Linked DNA regions of Rattus norvegicus: region 1 is linked to region 2. A link is a contact called in public Hi-C data. All regions are on one chromosome and are shown on one strand. Each heading gives the region's core, a stretch centred on a gene start, on an enhancer-like site or on the middle of the called end of the contact. The rest is flanking DNA. Distances are from core to core; before and after follow the strand shown.

Region 1 (5,374 bases), core at 959-3,458, 300 kb after region 2:
AAGCTGAGCTGGTGCTTCGAGGAATGAGACCCTGGATGCTCTTGAATAACTCAAGGGCTCTGAATAACCCAACAGCACAATCTGTCACACAGAGTGACTTCAACTCTAATCTTCATCACGGACCCTAGAAGGCAAGAGTGCTTGGCTCAGCTTGAAGGGTCCTGAGATCACAAAGGCAGACGTGAGCCCTTAAGAACAGGTTAAGTACCGGCTATGCAAATATGACGTCTGACTTATTGTTTCTCTACTGATGCCTAACTGATGCAGCAGACCTGAGGGATACACCCCTGAACGAGGACCATCTCATATGCTGGTACCCTTCCCATCACCCTTAGTGCCTAAGGGTCTGTTTTTATCAGGATGTCAGGGGAGTTTTAAGTCCTCCTATTGTACTCTCTCTGAACTAAGACTGAAACATAAAGCCCATGACTTCCACCACATATCCTGATTTAAGGGCTGGCATTCTGGATTCACAGAGCCCAGTACTGCACATCTGTGGTTCAAGACTTCCCTCAAATTGTTCCAAGGGAAGCAATTCCAAAACTTCCTCACAATTTTTGGCTCTTCCAACTGAGACATTAATTTTCCTTTTATCTAGCCATTTTTCTTTAAATGGACTTTAAAGAAAAAGAGGTAAACAAATCCAAACGAAACAAAAAACTTGTTATGAATGATAGCACATCCCTTTAATCCCAGCATTTGGAAGGCAGAGGCAGGTGGATCTCTTGAGTTCAAAGCCAGCCTATTCTCATAGCAAGTCCCAGGCCAGCCAGGGTTACACAGTAAGACCCTGTCTCAAAAACAAACAAAAAATTAAGTTGGGAAAAGAGAATCAATCTTAAACAAAAATATCTGCATTGTACCAGTTATATCAATGTGTTAAATGTATAAGAAAAGAATTTTCTAATATATAAATTTATTAAGGTCATCATGCTTGCCCAGTGTGCGTCCACGCCATAAGAAAGTCCTGTCAGTTCCTCTTATTTGTTTCCAATCTTACTTCACTGTCTTTTCTGAAGCCCAAGAGGCACTATACATACAGTCCCCTTCCTGACTACAAACACCTCAGCATACATGGCACCATTGCCTAGTAAAAAGGCCCGCCTCTCTCTTGCTAAGCTGTGTCTTCTTCCTGCCATCCTTTCTTACTTCTTCCTGGTCCGGACTACTGTGGTTCCTTTAAGAATACAAACAGCAAACGCTCGGCCTTGGGGCTGAAGATTGTGGCTCTCACTAGTACAGTAGTTTGCCTAGAATGGATGAAGCCCCATGTCGAATCCCTAACTCAGAAGTCAAATAAAACACTCAACCTTGAACCTGGTGTGTTTGTGTGTGCGTGTGTGTACACCAATGGGGATTGACCTAGAGCCCTAGCAAGTGCTCTACATCTTGTAAAACAAGAGTCATTTCTGAGTTGTAAAATAAGAACGTTAATCATTTCTGCCTTGCAGAACTGGTCAACCAAAACACCAGATGGAACACACACATCACCAAATGCTGTGCCATGTTCCCTAGTCAACCACATGGTTCACACCTCACTACTTTGCTAGAATGAATATAGGATATTACCACCCATTAAGTCACACAGGGGGAAACCTGTTCTGTTCTTATAGTCTCGGTCCGGCCTCCACAGGACCTTGCAGATAGCAAAGCCTTAAATGAAATGGCTGTAGGCAGGATAAAAACACACCTAGCTTCCCTGCGCCCCGGTGCCCGAAGGCCAACTTATCAATCACCTTATTAACTGGGCCCCACTGTTCTGACTAATCTTCCAGGCTTCCCTTACCCAGAAATGTCCTTGGGACATTTCCAACACCTGCCTTAGCCAGAAATACAAAAAAGCACACACTGTCTATTGATGTCAGCAATAAATAGGAAAACCTCCCCGTTCCATACTCCTCACAAGGGCCCTAGGAAGAACCTGCTCTGATCTCTTAGTCCTCACGGGCAGGAGGGTATCACCTTCTTCCTACCAGCGAAGAGAGATGTTCGGATCAGTGAGAATAGCCCAAGCCCCGGGCTGCTTGGTGTTGCTCTCGCGGCCCTCGCCGCTCTCGGAGACGCTTCCGCGAGACCTCACTCCGCCTCGAGTGCACGAGGCTTCACCTAGCTAGCAGTGGTTTGGATCCCCAGTGTTCTGTGGACAGCCACAAGCCTGTTCTTACAATGTCGAGCCGAAATCGTTTCCAGCTTCGCCGCCTTCCAAAGCCCGCGCTCTCATCACGTGACCTACCAGGCGCGAACAGCCTCCTGGGAAGTGTAGTGTAGGCCGTGCCACGTCCGATAGCAGATTTCACAGCGGGCATTCTTTCCGGGAAAAAATGAATTAAAAACCTAAACTTTACACCACCCTTTCCCACAGTCCGACCCCATGATACTCACAGTAGGTCCCCAAAGTCCTAGTTTCCGTTACCCTGAAAACATGGGACTACAAGTCCCACAATGCCACGCGCAATGGACCACATCCTTTTCCTGTTGCTCAACGCGCTTGCTCCTGCCGACGTGTTCTTCCGGTGGCGATCGGTGGTTTATCCTGTGCGGGGCAAAATGGTGAGATGATGGGAGTTGTGGACAGCGCAGTGGGTCCGGACCTAGGGCTCTTGTGTGCCCGGTCCTCACCGTGTTCTTCTGTAGAGGCCTCAGTATGCAGTGCCCGGTGGGTGGGGCGCCGCTGAAACTCTAGTTTGAGTTAGGGACGGGAAAGCAAACCCCTTACCATGTATTCCTCAGGGTGAGATTTCCATCACAATGCTTATGAAGTCATTGATTATAAGTCTCAAGGTCACAGGGTGCACTTTGAAAACCCTCGTGCTTTTGTTTCTCTTTTTTTATGATCAGTTATCATTATCTGGAAGGCTTCCCTTGCTGAAATCTTACTCATCCCGCAAGGCCCTTGTATAAATGTCATTTCCTGATAAAACACTTAAATCTCTCATAGGTGCTTGTCTGTCTTCTGGGAGCTCTCAGTCTATGCACACCTCTTGCCACGTTTCATGGACTTCTCTTTTTCTCTGCCACGCCTCCTAGTGACCACCATCTGACGTGCATCTAGTTCTGGGATGATGTCTATTCGTCTTTGTATTCCTGTTGCTAAACACTGGGCCTGCATTTGGAGGTTCCATAAATGGCAGCAATTGTCCTTAGCTCTTTTAGGGGGGGAAGGGGGACATAATTGTTTACTGAATTGAATTCCTGTGTCTCTTAGAACAATGGGCTCAGTTTACTTCTCTGGAGTTGTTATGTTCTGGACTTTAGAAACATTGGCTAGGGAGTGACAATGGAAGTTAACATTTGTACAGAACTTTACGTTTATGGCCCTTTCACAGGGATTATCTCATCGTCTTCTCTGCAACTTTAGGAAGGAAACAAATACCTATTGAGGAATTACTCTATGCTGGGCAGTAAGCTAGCTGTGTCAACATTCATCTTTCTCCAATCATGCATCAGCCTTGTGACAAAAATAGTGTTACAACTACTTAACTCAGACGCTGATGATTCACTAGGGCCAGAATTATCCCAATTGTCTTCTGCCAGGAGATCCCTGTGGCTCCCTTCTAAGGCAGTGAAAAAGAATACTCCTGAATTAGAATTTGAGCTGTCTGTGCTAGTCTAGGTTCTTGTTTCCTGCACAAATCAACAGCTTAGAGTGTGGACACAGATTCCATTCCAAAAGCAATGGAAATTGTGAGCAAGCTTTTTCTTTATGCATTTTCTCCCAGGCAGAGCCATGGCTTACGTAGTGATCATTAGCTAGAAAACAACCCTAAGAGCCATTTTCCTCTATCCCTTTATGTGCCTGGGCCTCTGACTCTTAGCCACTCTTATCTCACTGGAAGAAAAGCTGCTGCTGCCATTCTTCATTGTTATTGTCGTTTTGTTTCCCAGTGCTGGGGATCATACTTTAGACTTCATGCATGCTAGGCAAATGCTCTACTACACAGCCTTCCACGTCTCTACTTTAAGATGTGATAGAGGGCTGGGAGATGACTCGTGGGCAAAGGGTTTGCTGTGCAAGCCTGATAACTGAGTTGGATCCCAGAACCCACATTATTTTTTAAAATCCAGATGTGACCAGGTGATGGTGATGCATGCCTTTAATCTCAGAAGGCAGAGGCACAGATCTCTCTCTGTGAGTTTGAGGCCAACCTGGTCTACAGAGTGAGTTCCAGGACAGCCAAGGTTACCCAGAGAAACCCTGTCTCAAAAAAACAAAACAAAAAAAGCCAGATGTGATAATCCCAGAGTGCACACATGGCAAGATGGAAAATGGATGGAGGAGAAATGCCCAGAAGCCTGAGGGCTAGTCTGGGATATGAGTCACAGTGACCAAAAACCAAGAGAGACCTTGCCTCAGTCACAGCAGAAGGCGACTCTCAGAAAGTTGTCCCCTAATTTCCACCCAAATTTAAAAAGAAAGTGGGAAATGGCCTGCAAAATGGCTCGCAGGTAAATGCACCCACTTTCAAGCCTGGTGACCTGAGGTCAATCCCCAGGACCCACACATGGTGGAAGGAGAAAGCCAATTCTTGCAATTTGTCCTCTGACTTTCCCATGCACTCATTGGCACCTTAACCCACACACATACGCAGAGTAAATAAAGGTAATTAAATGTAACACACACAATGATTGTAATTTCTATAGTGACTCACTGGAAGGAGTTCTCAGCAGTACACAGCAGCTCTAAGGCCTCCCCAGATTGAAACTGAGACTGATGTGCTTTCTTCTCTAGGAGCTCGAGGCCATGAGTAGGTATACCAGCCCAGTGAACCCAGCTGTCTTCCCTCACCTGACTGTGGTACTTCTGGCCATCGGCATGTTCTTCACTGCCTGGTTCTTCGTGTATCCTTTATTTGCGCCCGGGGGCAGAATTAGTGACCATAGAACTGAGAGAGATACCACATTGGATAACTGCTCCTTGTTTCCTTTGGGGTGGGATTGAGACGAAGTGAGTTAGGAGGAGGCTGGTGCTGCCATGGACAAGGACAAGCCATGGCCTTGTTTTCCAACATCAAGTTAGTTCGGTTTGCTTTTCGAACTGAGGTTCGAAAGGTGGTGTGTTGGTATTTGGGTGTTTGGTTTGGTCTGGTTTTGAGACAGGGTCTCACTGTGCAGACATTGCTGATGTGAAACTCATGGTGGTCCACCTGCCTCTGCCTCCAGAGAGTGCAGGGATCCCATGAATGTACCATTACACCCAACAGAAAGCTGATTTAAGGGGTTGGGGATTTAGCTCAGCGGTAGAGCGCTTGCAAGGCCCTGGGTTCGGTCCCCAGCTCCGAAAAAAAAAAAAAAAAAAAAAAGAAAGCTGATTTAAACAGGGGTTTGCTCAGGCGTCAGGAGCTTGGCACATAGTCCTACCTGTACTCTGAGTGAT
Region 2 (5,603 bases), core at 3,013-5,512:
GAGACCATCTCCAGGGAAGCTATGTGAAATCAGCAGCTGGACTCTCAGAGAACTTCCTCCTGAACTTAAAGCAGAGAAGTAAGTTCCAGACAAATCATCAATCTCCTCTTCCTCTGGCCCATCACGTGAGACACTTAGGAGGGAACCCTAACAAGCTATTTGGCCTATCAGGACACCCACCCCAGCTCCCTCAGCACCACAACCCCAGCATGCCCCTGCCTTTACCTGACAAACATTCGCTCGGCCTCCTCCTCAATCTCCTTAAGCCACATGAAGTCCTTGTTGTCCACATTGTAGACAAAGTCCAGGAGTTTCTGGTCACATAGGTCCAGAAGGTTAGCAGGCCCTGGGGCTGTGGTCCCCATGGTGGCACTGTCTGGAGAAGGAAGGTGAAGACAAAAAGTATAAGGACTCAGGGTCAGGAACCTGGACCTTCTACAAGGAAAGTCTGCCAAGTCTGCGATCACACAGAATACCCTGTGCCTAACCCATGCTCCTCGTAGGACAGAGTCACTTGCCAATGTACAACACCAAATGCCAACGCAATGGCCTCATCTTTACAAAAAGAAATGACATTACAGTGATCCCAATCTCTTACGCCCTCAACCCAACACAAACAAGACTATGACTGTCCTTACAGGCCCACCCTTCCTGACCAATTCTGACATAAACTTTACAAATTGTATTTTGAGGACTTAATATGACTGTGCGCGCTATCTTCCTAGATCAAAGAGAAACACCAAGTTGCCACACTCTCTCTTTACCCAAGTATAGACCTGTTTACTTTCTTGTGGGCTCTCCTCCCACTTCTCATGGATGGGAACTAAGACATAGCCATCCTGTGTTGACCTCCAGAGGCCAGATCATCAAGACACCAAGTCTCTTTAAACAGTTGTCAGTTTAAAATGACAGTGGGTGGCTAGCAGGACAACTCAGATTAAGTTACTTGCCACCATACCTGATGACCTGAGTTCAATCCCTGGGACCCATATGGTAAAAAAATGACTCCTTCAATTTGCCCTCAGGCCTCTACACAACCCATGCCACACTGCCCATTTGTATAACACTTTCCTTCCAGATTTGAACTATTCCATCTACAGGGAAGCTCCTTAAACAAGAAGGTCAATTCAAAAAAGCCTCAGGAAGTCCCTAAAATTGACCAAATTCACTAGGCCCCTCTCTGCCAGAGTTAGCAAATAAAACCTGAGAGTCCCTCTCAGACAAACAGCTGAGCTAGCTACAAAGAAGACTCTCAAATGAGCCCAGTTGCCAAGAAGATTCTCAAACAAGCAGAGCTGCAAGAAGCAGAAACCAGCCAAGCTTCCTGGACTATGTCACTTGAAAAGGACACTCTTTAACCTGTTTAGCTAGCTGCAGGCTGTGCAGTGTGCTGCAGGTTTCCCAGTTTTTACTGTTATCAATACTGGCGTGGTCTTTAGTGATGCAGCTGTCTGAGTCATTTCTGCTCCTGTAAGTAAGTTCTGCCCCTGAAACTTAATGCCATTGTATACTGTAGCCACTAGGGTCTTCCTTGAAGTTCTTCAACTTGATTTATGGGACTTACTACCCCTTTGTCCTTCAGCCTGTAACCCCTCACTGATACTACTATAAGTAACCCAAAAAAAAAAAAACTTCACTGGTTCACAAAGTTGGACTTTGGTGGTATCCATACTTTTGTCTACTGTGGGTTCCCTATCTAGAGTTAATAGACGTGTGTTGCATCTCCACAGGTAAAGCTTTGTCATACATGTTCCCATATGCATGCACAAATAAACAAGTCAATAGACACTAGAGCTGAGCATAGTGCATGCTATGATCCCAACATTTGAGAAAGTCAGGATCATTTCAAGGTCATGCTTAGCTACATAGCTAGTTTAAGGCCAACCTAGCCTACATGAGACCCTGTCTTTAATTTGGGGGATGGGAGGGTCAGTAGATGGAAATATGCTATATATTCTACAGCAATGCATAAGAAATGAGGGGTCCAGAAACATGCTCTCCAAAGAGATCTCCAAAACCCTTCGTAGAGCCAAAATGTCCTATAAATGGATAAGGGAGAATGAAGTGAGTGAGTATGCAATGTGCTGCTTTCAAGAAGACCTGGCTATAAATACCAAGCAAAAGACAATGCAGTGCCAGTTTACCTACTCTCTTAAAAGCTGGGAGCCTGGATGTCTGCCTTATGACCTGGCTATACAATCCTAAGAAAAGTGGAAGTATTCTGTTACTGTCATAACAGGGGCCCGATAAGCAGCACCCCAAGTGGTAAACGCATGAAACAACAAGAGTGGGTGACAGCTAGGAGCAGGGACAGTGAGCCCCCTCCGTGACTACACTTTCAAAAGCAAGAAGCATGAATGTATACTTCAGCCTCTCACCTACAGAGAAGGGTCAGGGAAGACAGGGCCAGACTACTGGTCCTCTTGGAACTTAATGCCATGATATTTTGTGACTCTAGGATCTTCCTTGACGTTCTTCAGCCTGATTTATGCGGCACACTACCCATTTGTCCTTCAAACAAGTGCTGGCCTCTAGGAACTCTGTCTCCCATTTTGTGCAGCTTCCTCACTTAGCTTTCAGATCCTTAAGGAGGATCAGACCTCTAATCCAAGCCAAGATCTCACACACAGATTCCGGTTATGGGCATAGCAAATGTGTGATTGCTTGTTTGCTTCCTGCTGGTCTCTACCCACTAAACACTGCTCTCTGAGCGTGAGCCTTGTGACTTGCCCATCAACAAAAAAGTCTGGCATTTGTGGAATGAATTCATCCATCCATCAACTAATCCTAACCCCCATCATCACACGCAGGGACACTCAGTGAGAGCAGCTCACTAGGCACAGGTTAGAACAGGCCAATACACACCCTGCTCAAACTGCCAAAGGCAGCGCTAACTGGGGCAAAATCAAATGGATAAGAACACTGAGGCTTTCGGGAAAAGCATTAACTGTGCAGCCAGCTGATCATGGGCATGGCCCTTGCACTGAGTCTCCCTATCCCCCTGTACCAGAAAACAGCCCTGGCAAAGTCCAAGACCCCAGTTCAAGGCCAGCAAAGAGAAAACAGTTCAAGGACCCCAAAGACTTGCAGAGGAGCAACAGAAAGTAGTCAATGGGAAATTTTACAAAATGTTTGTTCAAGCTACAATCTCAGTAAGTGCTTCTTTCACCAAGTTCAAAACCACACTTCTTCCATGGGGAAATGTGCTTTCTAGCAAGCCCTCGCTGAAAAGTTAGAAGAGGTGACTCTGAGAAAGGAAGGTGTAACAAGAATCAGACTCCTGGGTAGCTTCACCTTCAGTCCATGAAATAACCAAATGCCACCCCGGGAGAAGGAAGGTCACTTCCTCTCCACAAACACTTCTTCCGTGCCATTCACCAGATAAGCACCGCCACTGCCATCTCCTTTAGGGGTGCAGAAAATTAACTAAGCACCTCTCCTCACACACCTCCAAGCAGTAAGATCGATCGCTAAAGCCGCTCTCCCATTCAGAGGCCTACTCCATGCCAAGAACCCTCTCATTTATTTCTTGCTACATACTCCAAGATAACCATGCACACACAAGACACCCATGCACATACAAATCTTGGTCAAAGTCACAAAGTAAATCAGAGGACGGAGCCTGGATTTAAAATGCTTTCAACTACTATCCTCAGGCTTCCAGGACAATAGCTCCAAGCTCTGAATGACACAATCCCAACACTGGGCAGCAGGAAACTGGATTTAACTGCGCTGCTGACAAGAGCCTACGCTTAAGGGAATGACAAAATAAGTAGCAGGACCGGCCTCCGGATCTGGGACAGTTTTTAAATGCTGCTCAGCTGGGATGCAAGAAGCTGAGCAGCCGTTGCCATAAAGAGACTCAAGACTGGATCTACAGAGCAGCCCAGGCTCTGCACAGGTGTTAGGCCCGCCCGGCGTGGGGCAGAGAACTGACCATTCTCGGGATCCCGGGACCCAAGTGCAAGGACTTGGAGTTCATCTCCAAGCCCAGAACTATTGGAAGTGATCCCCACACCACAGGCAACGAGGGACGAATGTGACTCCCCTGGCCTACCCTGGGAAGAGAAGCGGCCGAGACCAATTGACGAGCACCACGACCCTGCGACACCGGCCGCCCGCGCTCACTCACCCGGCGGCGCCACGTCTGCCCGGACCACTCCGATTCCAGTCCGCGGCTTCCTCAGATAAAGCTTCCCGCCAAGCCAAGCCCGCAGGACTCCCGGTACAGCGAGCTCGCCGCAGGCGAGAACCAACCGGGAAATGAGCGCGGGCGAATCTACGATTTTCAAAATTGTGGCTCAACCAATTCCCCTTAAGTTTGTCTGGGCGGTTACAAAACTCCAAACCAATCACGTAACAGGACGTACGAGTCCGTTTATCTGTTGGCTCTTACTACTGTCAATCTGTGGGACTAGGAGGCGGGGAGAAGAACGTAGAGGCTTTTAACACGCCCCAACTTCCGGAAGCCGCGGCAATCTACGGGTTGAGGAAGTGGTTGTGTGGTCTCGGAGGGAGCGGAGCTCCGAATTACAAGTCCCAGCGTGCACTGCGAAGGCAGGCTTCTGGTGGGAGGACGCCCATTTCTCTTCGAGCTAGCGGCTTCGCTAGTTTCAAGTCCAGCGTGGTTCTGCGTTCGGAATGACAGCTTTGCGACCCTGCTACTTTTCAGTAGTAAAAAGAAACACATTGCAAATCTCACAGAGCCTTCCCTCCAAGAGCAGTCAGGCATATAACTATAGAATGTGTCCTTAGAACTGCGATTGTCACCCGGAAGTGTTTGCTACGTACTCTCCAGATTGGACAGAGAGTTTTTCTGGCCAAATATAAACGTAAAGTCTTGAGTTTAAAGTGTGTCACCACCACCTGTAAAATAAGACACCTCAATTTCCAAATATTTACACCTCTACCTTCTTTACAGAATCATTCTCAGTTGCCAAGAGGTGGGAGAAACTATAAATATCCCTGAACAGGTGAAGAAGGGTTTTTATTTATTTTTAAATTGTCCTTCCTTTTTATGAAAATAGATCTCTTTACTCACATAATATATCCTGATTACAGTGTCTCCTCCCTCTGCTCCCAGTTCCGACCTCCCCTTCCATCTGGATCCACTCTCTTTCAAAACAGGCTTCTAAGGGATAATAATAATAAAACAAGATATAAAATATAAGATAACACAAAACCTATCATATTTGAATTGGATTTTTTTAAAAAAGAGCCCAAGAGAAGGCACAAGAATCAGAGACCCACTTGTTTGAACACTCGGAAATTCCATAAAAACACTGGAAGTCATAATATATATTCAAGAGCCTGATGCAGACCTGTGCAAACTCTGTGCATGCACCCTCTGTCTCTGAGTTCATATGAGCTTTGATCCTGTGACCTCCATTCTCTCTGGCTCTCACACTCTTCCACAGGGTTTCCTGAACCGTGACAGGAGAGACTTGATGGAGAAATCCCAATTAGAACTGAGTATTCTGAAGTCTCTCACTCTGCATAATGTCTGGCTGTGGGTCTCTGTACTTGTTCCTATCTGCTGCAGGAGGAAGCTTCTCTGGTGATGGTTGAGCAAGGCACTGCTCTGTGAGTGTAGCAGAATGTCA

What was found. A called contact is a pair of places that touch in the nucleus more often than the background predicts.
Region 1: a contact with region 2 is called in a Hi-C map of the A7r5 cell line, with 6 times the contacts expected there. The contact joins the promoter of Fen1 here to the promoter of Incenp in region 2. A contact is called at or near these places in 9 of 12 Hi-C or Micro-C datasets (the A7r5 cell line, the Rat2 cell line, Schwann cells and 6 more).

Annotation. Positions count from the first base shown.
Region 1 is chr1:216,272,188-216,277,561 of GRCr8, forward strand. Fen1 (flap structure-specific endonuclease 1) reads right to left here and starts at 2,209. Exons shown (of 2, transcript NM_001414456.1): 1 at 1,974-2,209. Tmem258 (transmembrane protein 258) reads left to right here and starts at 2,420. Exons shown (of 4, transcript NM_001401078.1): 1 at 2,420-2,550; 2 at 4,730-4,839. The coding sequence starts at 2,443.
Region 2 is chr1:215,970,364-215,975,966 of GRCr8, forward strand. Incenp (inner centromere protein) reads right to left here and starts at 4,263. Exons shown (of 18, transcript NM_001106335.1): 1 at 4,133-4,263; 2 at 226-376. The coding sequence starts at 365.